3 separate regions of the Mus musculus genome follow, and all the other regions are linked to region 1. The links are chromatin contacts, called in public Hi-C and HiChIP or PLAC-seq maps. All regions are on one chromosome and are shown on one strand. The core of a region is the stretch at or near the end of the contact, and the rest is flanking DNA. Distances in the headings are between cores, read along the strand shown. Region 1 holds the start of Zfp365 (zinc finger protein 365). Region 2 holds the start of 1110002J07Rik (RIKEN cDNA 1110002J07 gene). Region 3 has its middle 17 kb from the start of Gm46229.

Region 1 (4,861 bases), core at 1,021-3,520:
TAAACCAGTTCTTCTTCCTCATAAGCAGGTCCCAGTCTATAATATATGGGGGCAAGTGTAAGTGTGAAGATAGTCTAAATTGTAGGAAGCATTTTGACTCTACAGTTGACCCGTGCAGATCTTCCCTGCTGGACCTGGAATCTGAGGCTCTGAAAGAACAGGGCGGACTAGAGTTTGATGCTGAAGACATCCTTACTTCAGTTTCTGTGTCTTTTTATACACAATGTAACAAAGAAAGGAATGATCTGAGGAAGGTTGTTATAGTTCAGAAAACGTGATCAGAAAAACGTGTAAATAAATACCAGTAAGCACACACTGAAGATTAACAGCCCTTTCTCAGGCTGGGCCTGTTTAAACACAATTACCTGGCCTATACTAAAGGCTACATCTGGGAACACACGAAAGCAAGGCAGAAGGCCGTATCCAGAATCAGAGTACACTGACCAGATTGGGTTCTATAGCTATGTTCTGACATCCAACAAGAATAAGCTTGTCGTATAAACTGAATGTAAATGTTTGTCACAGTGGGCATGGAATCACGTCCCAGAACAATCCAGGGAACAAGATGCCCTTGAGGTAAATGACGATCTGCCTTTTCTCCTGGAGTCCCTCCCATAGTCCCCCAAGACATTGTTCACAGTGGGTTCAGTATTCCAAAAAGGGGACCCAAAGGAGAGTAATACTGGGTGGTTAGGATGGAATACAGTCAGAAGGGCACAAGTCATGAGAGAGGATATAAAGTGGTTTTTGTTGTTGTTTTGTTTGTTTCAACTCTGTCATTGTTTTTTCTTTGATTGTGGATATGTTAATACAACATTTTGTGTATTGAAGTAGCCAGAACTACATATGCATCCAGGAAAACCCAACATGCCTTACTCCCTTGTGGCTCTGGTTGTAGGTGTTGGCTTTGTTTTAAAGTCACCGACCCTCAGCTCATTGTGAAGTAGCCATGGCTTTTCACTGACATCTGTCACACTGGCCTACTTAGAGGTGAGCTTTAAAAAGGTATTCTTAAGGAAGAGTTATTCTTTTTCTTTTGCACCTGAAAAGATTTCCCTCCTTTACTTTCATCTAAAATCATTCTTTATCGAATCATTCTGTCACGATGCAATTTAATATGGAAATTGTATTGATAAATGTAAAATATGGTTTAATGAAGAATGTGATAATATTTATGCCATTGTTAGAAAAAAATGGCCCTAGGAAGTCTTCGCGCTTCACCTGAAGTGGAGACATTTCGGGACCAAGCAAGGCAAACAAGTTGCCTCAGTGTTGGGAGAGGGCTGAGTTCTAGACGTTGGGTCCCTTGACTCTCCCAGGTCATACTTAGCATCCTGCCCCAAAGGTAGTCAGAATTAGCTTCCTGCTGTTCAAGATGATGGGTGCACCCTGACTCTTGGTTGTGTGCAATGCACACTCAGACCAAACTTTTTTTTTCAGCTTAATAAACAGTTGGAATAAACGTGCTCAATTTAGAGAGTGACCTAAGATAGTGACCGCAAGAAGCATAACATTTTCTGAGAGAGCAAGCCTCTGCGCAGCTGCCAACCCCCGTTTTGTAGGAGTCACTCTCTGGTACTGCTTTCCTGAATTTTACAGGCGTGCACCTGTCATCAAAGTCTTAGTATGAATATCAGTGAAAGAACGTTGACGACAGCCCAGCAGCTGATTCGAGCAGTGTAGGTCCTTTGCAAGAGCAGTATGTGCTCTGAACTGCTAAGCCATCTCTCCAGCCCCTTAAAAGCAGGTTTAACAAAATAACACACACACACACACACACACACACACACACACACACACACACACACACACACACACACACACACACACACATCCCGAAATTTCAATTAGGAAATGAGATTTCTCAGAAGCTAAATCTTTCCTCCACTGAGAGACTAGTGTTGGGGGCATCCTCTCAGTGAGGAGGCCTCAGGGTTTGGCATTTATGTTTCTTAACTTCTACACTTTTATTATCTTTAGTTTTGTTTAACTTAGTCCCAGGACACTACTACCTTCCACGGCTGGAGTAAGCTGGTCCTGTGCCCCCCCCCCCCCCCCGCCAGGTTGCCTGGATGAAGTTCTAATATAAATAAATATCAGAGCCTTCCTGCTGGCAGCTCTTTCCAGGGGCTAGCCAGCTAGGCTCCATCTTCACGCCCACTTTCGCCGCCCCTGCAACTGGGAGCACTTGCCTGGGCCTGTAGCAAGACTAGGCTGGGCAAGACTGGCACGTGTCCCCGCCTCCCTCCCCAGGGACCATCCTGCATCCCTCCCCGTGATGTCAGCGGAATCCTGAGCTGGAGTGAAGGGAAAGGCCCAGGATCTCCCGCTAGAGGGGCCCCGATGGGGTGGACCCAGGGGTGGCTGCCCGGGGCCGGAGCACCAGCCTCGCGTCCCCGGGCGCCGCCCCCGTGTCCCGCCCGCGCCACGCTCCGCCCCGGTCGCCGCTCGTCCCGCGTGGGAGCCGACCCGGCTCAGCCTGATTTACGGCTCTGCTGAAAACCGCTCGCACGGCTCCCGCAGCATCAGCACCGGCGGCTGCAGCGGCAGCAACAAGTCCGGTAAGTGGGCTCGGCTGGAGCCGTGCGCCCGCGCCCCCTGCTCCGCCGACACGCGGGGAGGTGGTCCCGGATGCGCAGCATCCTGGGGAGTCGGGACCGTTGGCTTCCCCACAGCCACTTGCACGAACTCGCGTGAGCACGAATCCACGCAGTCACCAGCGGGAGCGGGGGCTAGGAAAGCCGGGACCCCCACGCAGGTGCTGCCCAGCCTGCCCAGCTCTGCACAGGAAATCGAAACCCTTTTTGCTAACCTGTGCCCTAGGTTTCCGCTGGGCGGATGAAAGCCTTTTGCTGGGGGTGGGTGGTATATCTCGTCTCCCCCATCCAAACATCCCCCCCCCCACTGCTGCTATAGAATCCTCTCTTCTTATCCCTGCACTCCATTGCAAGCATCTTCAGCCCTAGGCTGGGCCAGGGTTTGCATCCTATTGACCAACCCAGCGCAGCACAGGAAGGTTCTCCTTTGCTGGGGTCCAGAGACTTTAGTAACCTGGAAAATGTGCCTGCCTGGCGGATCAGGCACCATTTCTATCTCAGCATCTGGAGGCAGATAAGGGTGTAACACAGACACTTCACTCTAAGATGCACCCTAAGATCCGGGCTCCTTCCCTGTGGGACCCAGTGCTCCTTGTTGCCATTCTTGGAGGAAATAAGTACCACGACCCTTGCAAAATTGGGTTGTAAGAGTCATCTGTTGCTAGGGCAAAGGGGATAAAGATGCAGAGGCAACAAGAACTTCCTGTTTATGGAGGAGTTATGCTGACGCCCACCTGGTTCCAACACTCTAGAAGTTGTCGCGCTAAAAACAGCATCAGAGGCAAGGCGCATCCACCCAGAACATTCTATTAGCTTAGGATCTTGGCCACGGCCCTGTTTATATCAAATAATACCGGACACTTCGGGTTTCCAAATTTCAAAAGATCGTTATTGTTATGTTAACGCTTTGATGTATGTCATCATACCAGTAACTAAAAATATTAACGGCATGAACAAACCAAGATGACAAGCAGACGCGTGTCACTAAACCTGATGAATCAAGTTCAATCCCCAGGACACACATGATGGAAGGAGAGAACCCATTCACACAAGTTTTCCCCAGCCTACACACACACAGACAGAGTCACTCACAGAGTAAATAAGGAATGCTATTTATTAAAAAAAAAATCTAAAAAAACATTTGGTTGAAGAATATTCAGCTCTTGATGTGTTTAAAGCCACTGTGCTTAGTTTGATCCATCCTTCACAGACTTGAAAAGAGACTGCCAATGGACTCACAATTTATGTGCGACCCGTGTCTATGTAGCATGCCAAATTCAGGAGGGCAATAAACTTGAGTTCTGTCTCTGGACCACTCTCCTTCCTCTCCGGGGCTTTATTATTTCACCTCCTCTCTCTAGCTTTTCATCTGCATATGAGCGTTAGCCACCTTTGCTAAGCTAGGCTGTTGCTGGATTAGAAATTCAGGCCCTAGCATCTGTATCCCACCCTGCAGAAATACCATACAGTAGAAGCATCAGATGATACAGAAGAGAGTAGATGTAGCTGCCTTTGACAAAGGGGTTTAGGTTTCAATTTCCACATAAAAATCAACATTAAATATTATATATGAAATAGTTGCTTTAACCCAAGAAGGCTGAGCTGATGTAGTCACTATGGAAATTAGCCTGGAGGTTTTTCAGGAGACTGAAAATAGAAATATCATATGACCCAGCTATACCACTCCTGGGCATATCCCCAAAGGACTCTATATTCTATTACGGAGATACTTTCTCATCCATATTTATTGTTGCACTGTTCACAGTAGCTAAGCATTCGAGCCAGCCTAGATGCCCGCCCATCAGCATAAGCACAGATAACGAAAACATGGTGCAAATATAAAATGGAATTTTATTCAGCGGTTAAGGAAAATACCATCTGCTTGGTATTTGCAGGAAAATGAATGGAACTGGACACCATGTTAAATGAAATAAGCGAGACTCAGAAGACAAGTATTGTGTTGTTTCCTCTCAAATAGTGATCTTAGAATTTAACTTCTATTTTGGTGTGTGTGTGTGTGTGTGTGTGTGTATGCATTTTTTTCGGGTGATTCAGGGCATGTAAGAGGAACACTGGATAAACAGGTCTCTTAAGGAAAGAAAGGGGGAGGGTAATAGAATATATGTGACTTGAAAGTAGAGGTGTATATTGGGATGGGAGGAAAGGGGACCAACTAGAAAGGCAGACAGAGAGATGTAGTAAAGTGCTGGGGAAGAGAACCTGTAGAAAAATGTAAGCTTGAAACTGACTCAGTGAAACCCGTT
Region 2 (4,861 bases), core at 988-3,487, 990 kb after region 1:
GGACTCTAGGTCACTGACCCCACTGTGGCATCCTGCCCTGTTTCCTATATCAGGAAAGATGCTTAAGACCCAGGCTTATTGAACGCCTGTAGACCTTTGCCTGATGATAAGGGATTCGAAAGGCAGCTTTGGGGAGCTGGAGAGATGGCTCCGTGGTTAAGAAGAACTCTTGCCAAAGACCAAAGTTCATTTCCTAGCACCCATGTCTGGAGGCTCACAACTGCCTGGCACTCTTCTGGTCTCTGCTGGCACCTTCGTGTATGTACTCTAACCTGTGTGTGCTCATGAGACACACACACACACAAATCCTTTAAAGACGGACTTGTTACAGTCTGTCAGATTTCTGGAGGCTTATACTCAAGCAGGAGAGGGACTCATACAACTGGGGCAAAAGCCAGATCTTTCAGATCATCTCACTGAGGGTCAATGGGAACGTTTACCCGGAGAAATCACTCACTGCATGGCGAGATAATCTCGGGTGTGTGGAAGAGATGGCAGGATCTTTTTTCAAAACAGATTTTCCTCTTCTTTGACCTTTTCTCGGGATGATTGTACTGTTGTTAACTTTATTACTGGAGCTTAATGTCCAAGAAAGCAGGAAACACTTCTGGAAACAGCTGTGAATGTGGCCATTCATTGATTTTTTTTTTGTCCCCATCATTAGGGCCTTCGGAGAGGGATTTCAGTTTTCAGGGCTAGGGCGCCTGTGTTCTCCTTAGAAGTACTAATGACAGGCACTTAAATTAGACCACACAGAGTTAAGGGAAATGATTCAATCCTCCATTTTCATCAGACCAGCGACTGGAGCCATCTACCTTGACCTCTCCAAGGGGTTCCAGAACAACTGTGTAATTCCCAGAAAGATAAGAGGAGGCAGGTCACTCGGTGGTTCTGAAGTCTCCCCTGTAATCCCAGGGCACACCTCAAGGCAGGAGGATGCCAAAGTACGCGGGGCAAGTTGGGTGTGAGCGGAGACGGGGGCCTTAATGGAGGGCCTGGCACTGTGACAGTGTGCAGGCCCAGTCTGGCCTGTGCGGCAGCTGCACAAGTTTTCCGGGACCGCAGCCAGCTGGTGGCTCATGGCAATGGTTTCTGGGTCCTGGCTCTGTCCCAAAACAGGCTGGAGCTCCTTAGTGTGATCCGGCCATGGCTTTGTTCTGACTCCAAGATGAAGTTTGGCTCCTGAACCAGAAAGGGGAAGGCAGGTCCATGCCCCCTTAACCCACGCTCTCCTTCCAACCAATCTGATACAGGGGACCGAGGGCGGGAGCAGAGTTAAAAGTCTAATGCTATGCAGGGTGGTTCCGCCCCCTTTGGGTCTCCTCAGCGCACCTCGACGCTAACCTTTGAACACTGAGCGCCAGCTGAGACTGAGGTCACTAAGTGCTTCAGTCTAAGGCAGAAGTCTAGAAGGTCCAGGAACACTTGGAGGTGACCCCAAACTGAGTTGCAACAATGCACGCCTTGGTTTTGCAAGACATATGATCTCCCAAATCAGGGTCTCTGAAACAGGCTACCCGGAAATCCACAGAGCTCTCAAAACAAGGTGACTCCTAATCTCCATCTCACGTTCGGTGACCATTTCCAACGGTGATGTTCCTTGACACGAAGGCTTCACTTTAAGGCATCTTTAGGACGTTTTGGTATCTGTATTGATTAGATTAGGCCATCTAAGGCAAGGCAGAAGGAGCTTGTAGACAAAGCTCCTAGACGAGACTCCAGCCTCCCGCGGCAGCTTGCTGTCCCAGCCCCTCCCATCTGGGGCTCTGAAATCGGCTTGTAAAATATAGGCTTTATTTGTAGGCTTCTCCCTCTAGTTTCAGGCTAATTCTCCTAGATTGAGAGTAACACAATAAAAGCAAGAAATTTTGTTTTGCTTGTTTGTTTGGAGTGCTTTCCTCCCCCCCCCCCCAACTCTTTTTTTGGAAACTGCAACCTCGGATCCCCACAGAGGCTGGGGGGGGGGGGGGGAGGAGTTAAGAACATCAATCAGTTTCGCAGCTGGAGGCTGAGGCTTTCCTCAGGGAAGACTTTTTACATAAAACAGATTGTACTTTGTCCTTGCCAGGGCAGACAAAGGTTTAAATTAAATATGCAGCAAGCTCCAGTTGGCTGCCTGCCACCACCCCGAGGTAGGGGGAAGGGAGACCGTGTCCCCCGCTCGCCTGACTCACTCAGTGTTTTTTTTTTTTTTTTTTTTTTCCCCTTCCCATTTCTGTTACTTCAGTGGAAGGCGCCTGCAGTCTTGGGTTGGGTTTTTCTGTAAATGCACTCTGTGAGAGATACGCAGCCTTCTGGGACCTTGGCTTCCTCTTCCATGCAAAGAGGGAGGTGACCTTTGAAGGTCTCTTCCGTATTTAACCTTTTCCGTTTTCTCTGATCTCGGTGGCAGGGATTTTCAGCAAATGCCCTAACCCTCTCTGTAGGGGGCTCACGTTCACCATTTCCAGGGTGAGTTCATCTCTGTGTAACTCGTCCTTACCTGGAGTGACTGGGTGTGTGATCTATTCTCACCATTCCTGGGGTGATCTCATCGATGTGTGATGCATCTTCACCATTCCTGGAGTAACCTCATCCATGTGAGATACATCCTTATCATTTCTGGGGTAACCTCATCTATATGTGATCTACCCTCCATTCCTGGGGTGACCTCATCTGTGTGGCACACAATGTGATTATAAAAAGACAAAGAGGTATAAGAACATGTTCTATGGGGGTGTGGTGAGGGGGGGGTGCCTCAGTGGGCCCATGCCAATGCATCCTTTCTCCCTGAAGGACCAGCCACATTCTATACTATTATATTGTATAGAATAGAATTTATTCAGGGCATGGGGAGAGGAGTTAAGTGGATAGTAGAGGCAGAGAAAGGCAGAGAGAGAGAGAGAGAGAGAGCAGAGAAGTAGAGGCCGGCCATGACCACAGGGAGAGAGGGAGAAGGGAAGGGGGAAGGGAAGAGCCCAAGAGGGCACGAGAGAAGCAAGCCGGGAAGGAGTAAGAGAGGGAGGAGGGGGCAAGCAGCCCCTTTTGTAGTGGGCCAGGCCTACCTGGCTGTTGCCAGGTAATTGTAAGATGGAATTTAGACAGAGTGCTAACCGTACACATCTTCACCATTCTGGGGATGATTTATGGATGGAAAAAAAGAGAAAGAAATGGGAGGAGCTCAGGATGTTCTTAGGTATGGTGGAGGAGAAGGTTTGTGACAGACATAAGAGAGAATACAGAATATGGACAAAAAGAGGCATCTGGGAGAGTGCAGAGTGAACATTGCCAGACTGAGCTGGACTATGTGGAGAGAGAGAGGCAGGGAAAGCAAGAAAGGAGACACTAACAAAGAGGGGTAGCCTGGGCTAAGAGATAATGTAACCGAAATGGCTGAATTGTATAGGAGCCAGAGAGGCTGGGGGAAGGGAAAACCCAGTCCAGCCTCGTGGCTGGAGAAGTTTAGGGTATGGGGTGGAGTATGCCAGCCAGGAGGACCCTGGAATGGGTAGAGACTCAGGGATGGTGGGAAAACTTGGTGGCCAGGGTCAGCTTTGATATGGTAATAGTAACCTCTGTTAGCTGTTTGTCTTGGGTTTGAGACCTAACAGTTTGATTTATATGTGATCCATCCTCACCATTCCAGGCATGACTTCCTCACCTCATCTATGTGTGATCCATCCTTGACATTCCTGGGGTGACTGGGTGTGTGAAGGTCTAACTCCACCTCCACCCCACCCCCACTCCAGACCTCTTGGACCAGCCAGCCATATTATCAGGGGACGTAATTAATGACATTTGACCTTGCATCCCAGTTGGAAAGCATTCATGCCTTACCTTCATCCTTCATCAAACAGCTCAAGCCAGTTGCTACTAGAGTTGAGGGTCCCTAGGGTGGAGTAGACATCGTTCTCTTTTTATGCTTTTAAATATTGGTAAGTGCCCTGAACTAGTCTTAGGTCAACTTGACACAAGCTAGAGTCATCTGAAAGGAGGGAATTTCTATTGAGGAAATGCCTCCATGAGATCCAGCTATAGGGGATTTCCTTAGTTAGTGATCAGTGGGGGAGGGCCCAGCCCACTGTGTTCTAACCCTGGGCTGATGGTCCTGAGTTCTATAAGAAAGCAAGGTGAGCAAGCCATGATGAGCAAGCCAGCAAGCAGCACCCCTCCATGGCCTCTGCATCAGCTCCTGCCTCTGGGTTCCTGCCCTGTTTGAGTTCCTGTCCTGACTTTCTTCGATGATGAACAGTGATGTGGAAGGTAAGACAAATAAATCCTTTCTTCCTAACTTGTTTTTTGGTCTTGGTGTTTCATTGCAAAAATAGAAACCCTAACTATAGGGCTGGAGAGATGGCTCAGCAGTTAAGAACACAGGCCACTTTCCCAAAGGTCCTGAGGTCAATTCTCAGCAATCACAGTCATCTGTAATGGGACCTGACGCCCTCTTCAGTCAGGCAGGTATACATGCAGAAAGAGCACTCATATACATAAAACTAAACAAATCTAAAAAACAAAAACCTAAACAACCCTAACTATAATGACAATAGTAGTAATAACAATAATAAAAACAAACCTTGGGGCCTAACCAAGCAGTTGATGGGATCTGAGGACGGAACTCAACTTGCAAGTTGGTTGCTGGGGGCTGGGAGAGTGTATGCAACCCTGGGATTCATCCCCAATACTGCATTTAACCTGAGTGCACAGCCTGGGTGTGGAGGAGCAGAAGTTCAAGGTTGTTTGAAGGAGAATGACTCCATAGGCTCAGAGATTTGAATGCTTGGTCACCAGGGAATGGTGCTATTTGACAGGACTAGAGGGTGTAGCCATGTTAGAGGAAGCATGTCACTGGGAGTGGCCTTTGAAGATGAGGATGTCGCTG
Region 3 (4,861 bases), core at 1,203-3,702, 590 kb after region 1:
GAGGCCCAGACCCCCTGGGCAAGGGCTGAGCCTCGCCTGCCCAGACACTGCTTCGATGTTTAGCCTGGCCCCCTGCCAGGGTTTCGGGTACAGTCTGAACACCTGTGTTCTCTGGTGAGACATGGTAGAAATGCAGAGATAGGTAGATTGATCTCCTCCCACATATTTAGGTGCTTAGCGCAAACTGAAGTATGTGAGCGACTTGCCCTGGTCAGACCTCCAAAGGTTGCCTCAACGTCGTTCAGCTGCGTTTAGGTAAAGGCCTTGTCTCATCGTTTCCCCCCAACCTCTGCCTTAGTTGGACCCATGAGATGTCACAATGCATGCCAGCGATTGTCTTCTGTGAGAAGGAGGTGCAGCTCCCTCACCGTCCGTCCATATGGCCTCTTCCCTTAGCATGAGTTCATCCGCTGGCACTGGCTGAGGCTCAGCTCTGTCTCCCCTCTGCTAAGGCCAACTCCAGGGCTCTTCATTCGCTAGGCTTTTGCCAGCAGTCAGCAACAACAAAGACAAAGCTGAGGAAGAAAGACATTTGGAGAATACGGCGTTGCTATCCATAGTCCATAGCATGGAAGACTGAGTCAGGGCCAATCACCTGGGTAGCCCAGGGTCCGATGAGGGGCAGGGGGAAGGCGAGAGGAAGATGCTCAGCATGAGTGGTGGAGCCCATTAGCTGCCAAGACTCATAGAGAACATCTATGAACCCAAGAGACTACCAGGAAGAAAAGAAGGCAGAGGAAAAAGGAGGGGGAGGAGGGGAAAGGGAAGAGAGAGAGTAAATGGAAAGGGTGAGGGAGGGGAAGAAGGTGGGGAGGAGGAAGGGGAGGAGGGAAAAGAGAAAGAAGGGAAAGGGAAGACAGAGAGTAAATGGAAAGGCAGAGGGAGAGCAGGAGAGTGGGGAGGAGGGTGAGAAGGAGAAAGGGGAAGAGGGTGGGGAGGAGGAAGTGGAAGAGGGTGGGGAAGAGGAAGGAGAAGAAGGTGGGGAGGAGGAAGGGGAGGAGGGAAAAGAGAAAGAAGGGAAAGGGAAGACAGAGAGTAGATGGAAAGGAGGAGGAAGAGAAGGGTGAGGAGGAGGAAGGGGAGGAAGAAGGGGAGGAGGTAGGGAGAAACAGTAGGAGCTAGAAAAGATCTTTTAAAGGATTCCTGTAAGAATGGAAAAACCCTTCTGATTTGTCGTTCCACTCGGGAGCCCAGAGTCCTTACAGTCTGTAAGCAAGGAAATCTTGAATTTTCAAGTGAGTTGGACACAAATGTAGAAAACATGTCAGCCAAGCATTGGGGGCGGGGGAATCGGTATGGGGGGCTCATAGAGAAGTAAGATATAAGAGTTAACAAGTGGAGACAGTTCTGCTTACTGATGGAGAGCCCCCTGGGACTGGCCTAACCTCTCCCAAGCTAGTGTTGGGGCCTGCCAGAGCAGTGAAACTTTCCAACAGGGCCCTGGGGGATTCTCCCAGCACCTTGCTAGGTTGGGGGCAGCTGCTGGGCATGTGGGTTGAGCCTCCCATTGTCTCAGCCTGTGTGGCAGAGGCTTTTAAGAGAGGGGAGCCAGGAGGACATGGGCTGGCTTGCCAGAATCCCACAAGAGCCACAGCTTCCCCTTAGAATCTCACCTCCTGGGAGAACTGGTTCCTACAAGGCCTAGGGGTCACAGGCCACCTGACAGGTTGACTTCAGAAGAACCATAATATCTCACCCAGGCCATGGAGGCCCTGACAGACCTACCACGGGCTTTCTGGATTCTGAGAGACCCTCCAAAAGCAGGCCTTCTCTGTCAGAGATTTCTGATTCACGTCTCCCCTCAGTCAGAAGACAGCAGCAGCAGCCAGTGACAGAAGTCTCCTGACTGACATCTATCTGCTGTGTGGGTGAAGCTGGTACCCGCCCTGACTGCTGCCTTGACTACTGTGTTTCAGAGAGCAGGCTTTCTGAACCATGGGTTATCTGAAGGAGCTGACGATGATGCAAGAGACACGGCCTTAGTAGCGAGCCCGGCCTCCTCTAGTTGTCAACCACGCTCAATGTTTTCACAGATTCATCGCTACATCCTTGCAAGCCGACCAAACTCCGCCATGCCTTGAAACCAGAGGCCAGAGATGCTGCAAAGTCTCACTCCCTTATTATCTGCCAGTGCCTGGGACCTACAAATAGACATTCGTCTGTCTGTGAGTTCTGTATAGAGTGGTGGGAAAGGAAGAATGTGCAGGCACACAGGCACATGGGGGAATCCCTTTTGTCTCCCCACTGCTTCTTCAAAGGATTCAGCATCTCTGACTCCCTTTGAGGACATCCCTGTGTGGGTGGCTCTGTGGGTCTCCCTGCAATGACAAAAAAAAAAAAAAAAAAAAAAAAAAAAAAAAAAAGCAAAGCAAAGCCCTGGATTGGTGCTTCCCTCAAAATGCAGAGTCTGGATTTTAAAAAAAGATAGGGATACAAAGCATGCTCAGGGAAGTCAGAGCGCGGAGCAGAGTGTGGGCTGAGGAATGCCGCCTCCTCAGGGGGCGACAGTCAAAAGCGCTGGCTCATCGCGGGTGTCAAAGGCCGAGTTCTGCAGGTAAATAGCAATGAGATGCTTCCCTCCCACTCAGATTCCACACTGGAAGCTCGGGTATTGCTGGAGCCGCATCCACACCGCTGGCTCCATTCACAACCCCGCTCCTTTCAAGGAAACTCGCAGGCCTCTTAAATGTGGCGGCCGGCCCCAGCCCAGAGCGGTTGCAGCAACAGACACAGGAAAGCTGTCACTTTTCTGGCTCCCAGCACTGACACTTATGTCGTCCTTTGTTTTCTGTGACATGTCAGTTATCCAACAGCCATTACTGCATCAACTGCAGGGACTACATATTTGTTATAAGCAAAACCTCGTTGAAGCCAACCCACCCCCCAGCCCTCCCTCCCCAACCCTCCCCCCAGCCCCCGCCACCTGCCCAGTCAGCTCATGACAGAAAGGCATGCCTTCCACACAACTGAAGTGTTCTCTGGTGGACAAAGAATGAAACCACCTACAATCCCGTGCATGACCAGACCTTACGAATCTGCCAACGACATTAAGACAAGGAATGGTAAATTCAACAGTTTATATTGGACGGTCTAAAATAAGATAGTTGCAGCTATGATGAGTGTTCAAAGCCTGTGGGATTTGGGGGAGCGAGAAGGCCCTGAGGAAACTTTGAAAGGCCTGACCAGCGAGTGAGTGAGCAATGACCAGGCAGACCAAAGTTCATGTAACTTCTCTTTAAAACACACCTCGGCTGATGACTCCTCCACACATACTGCGCTTGCTACGCAAGCAAGAGGACCTGAGCTTGGCGCCCCAGCATCCCCACAAAGACACTGCATGAAGGCGTGTGTCTGTAACCCAGGCACTAGCCTTAGCAGAAAGCAGAGACAGCTGGCTCCCAGGAGGTTGACTGGTGGCTGCTCTAACTGCCACACTAAACTCCAGCTTCCGTAAGAGGCTGCACTCAGAAGTTAAAGCCACCAAGATGGCTCAGGGGCTCAGTGCCTGCCCACCATGCCTGATGGCCTGCTGCTATCACTCCCCAGGCAGCAAGCATATGGTGCAAGATAAGAACTGAGCCCCCCACCCCAAAGCTGTCCTTTGTCTTCCAGATAATGCATGTGTGCATGCACCTGCCCAGATGCACCCGCTAACCCCCACACACAAATAAATAAAAATATCTAAATAAAAAAAAGGAAGGAAGGAGAGAGAGAAGAGGGGTTATAGAGATGGCTTGGTGGCTTAGAGCACCTGCTGTCCCTGCAGGGGACCAGGTGATTCCCAACACTGTTCAGCTGACAAGTGTCTCTAACTCCAGTTCCAGGGGATCCGATGCCCTCTTCTGGTCTCTGTGTGCACTGAACACACAGGGCGAGCACACAAACGAGCATGCACATATGCACACACATAAATAAACTTTTCAAAGAATGACTAAGTAACTTAGGGTCGAGGAAGGGAGGGAGGGAGGAAGACACCAGGGTCCGCTTCTGATCTCCAGGTGTCCGTGCTCGGGTCAGCACACCTGCACACGCCTGCACGCGTGTGCTTATGTCTGCACAAATGAAGGCATAGTCTAATTAAACATAGAGTGCGAATAATGCTTCCATGAAGTAAAACCTGCCTCGGCTGTGGTAAGCGCCTCACCCACCCCAGCCACTTAGGACATTTCCTTTGCAACAGTGGGTGTCGGTGTCAGCCAACAGCACCGGCATCCTGCGCTGTAGGATGGAAAATGGGACCTGTATGAAAATGAGACTTTGCCTAGCAGGCTACTTTTTTAGTTACTTCTCTCTGTGGTGAGGTAAAATAGTCCTTCTCCCATTTTAATCAAGCCTACGATGAAGCAGAGAGTCAGGTTCCCTATAAGGAGAGACAAAGTCTTGTAGCCTGGCACTGCCATGTCATAAAACTAACTGTGGTTTTGGGGTGTCGGTCTACCACCAGCAGAGAGTAAATGGAGGGGGAAATCTCTGGCAGGGCTGCGTTCTGGATGAAGCTCTTTGCAGGTCGGTGAACTCAGCGAAGTGCCAGACTTCTGTGTAGGAAGGCCAGCAAACACCTCCCTGGCATAACTGGAGGTGTGTAACAAGGCCCTGCTGGCCATAAAATTGCTCTTCCCAAAAACCTACAGCGGTTTGGGCATCCTCTGCAAGATGCACCTTAGTCCAACGGTGGTTGCACCCCAGAGCACGCGCGCGCGCGCGCGCCACACACACACACACACACACACACACACACACACACACACACACGATGGAGCTGGCAAAGTAGTGAAAGGCAGAAAAAGAAGTATGATCACGGGAGGCCCTGTCAGTGAAGACGCTGTGGAAAATGAAGGCTTTGAGGATGGCACAGCTTAGA

The links. A called contact is a pair of places that touch in the nucleus more often than the background predicts. HiChIP or PLAC-seq counts read pairs in DNA pulled down with a chosen protein or histone mark.
Region 2: a contact with region 1 is called in a Hi-C map of embryonic stem cells, with 13 times the contacts expected there. The contact joins the promoter of 1110002J07Rik here to the promoter of Zfp365 in region 1. A contact is called at or near these places in 4 of 39 promoter capture datasets (cranial neural crest and embryonic stem cells), 10 of 484 Hi-C or Micro-C datasets (the C2C12 cell line, the G1E-ER4 cell line, the N1E-115 cell line and 4 more), 5 of 115 datasets of contacts at active chromatin or transcription factors (embryonic stem cells, pancreatic cancer cells and stem cell-derived neural progenitor cells) and 1 of 9 other capture datasets (adipose tissue).
Region 3: a contact with region 1 is called in an H3K4me3 HiChIP or PLAC-seq map of forebrain, with 4 times the contacts expected there. The contact joins the enhancer-like site here to the promoter of Zfp365 in region 1. A contact is called at or near these places in 7 of 39 promoter capture datasets (the C10 cell line, embryonic stem cells, hippocampal neurons and 2 more), 2 of 15 datasets of contacts at CTCF or cohesin (embryonic stem cells and stem cell-derived epiblast-like cells), 15 of 484 Hi-C or Micro-C datasets (bone marrow-derived macrophages, cerebral cortex, differentiating embryonic stem cells and 1 more), 7 of 115 datasets of contacts at active chromatin or transcription factors (embryonic forebrain, embryonic hindbrain, embryonic stem cells and 3 more) and 3 of 9 other capture datasets (adipose tissue, embryonic stem cells and liver).

What each region holds. Positions count from the first base shown.
Region 1 is chr10:67,910,071-67,914,931 of GRCm38.p6, reverse strand. Zfp365 (zinc finger protein 365) reads left to right here and starts at 2,270. Exons shown (of 5, transcript NM_178679.2): 1 at 2,270-2,561.
Region 2 is chr10:66,917,760-66,922,620 of GRCm38.p6, reverse strand. 1110002J07Rik (RIKEN cDNA 1110002J07 gene) reads left to right here and starts at 2,237. Exons shown (of 5, transcript NR_138561.1): 1 at 2,237-2,451; 2 at 4,232-4,242; 3 at 4,791-4,861.
Region 3 is chr10:67,318,197-67,323,057 of GRCm38.p6, reverse strand. No RefSeq gene overlaps it. Among named protein-coding and RNA genes, the nearest start is that of Gm46229, 17 kb to the right of the region's middle. Within about 2 kb of position 2,452, at least 20 of the 459 cell types and tissues checked have an H3K27ac peak or open chromatin away from gene starts, as enhancers often do. A contact at or near this core is called in cerebral cortex, forebrain and hippocampal neurons, where this site is marked.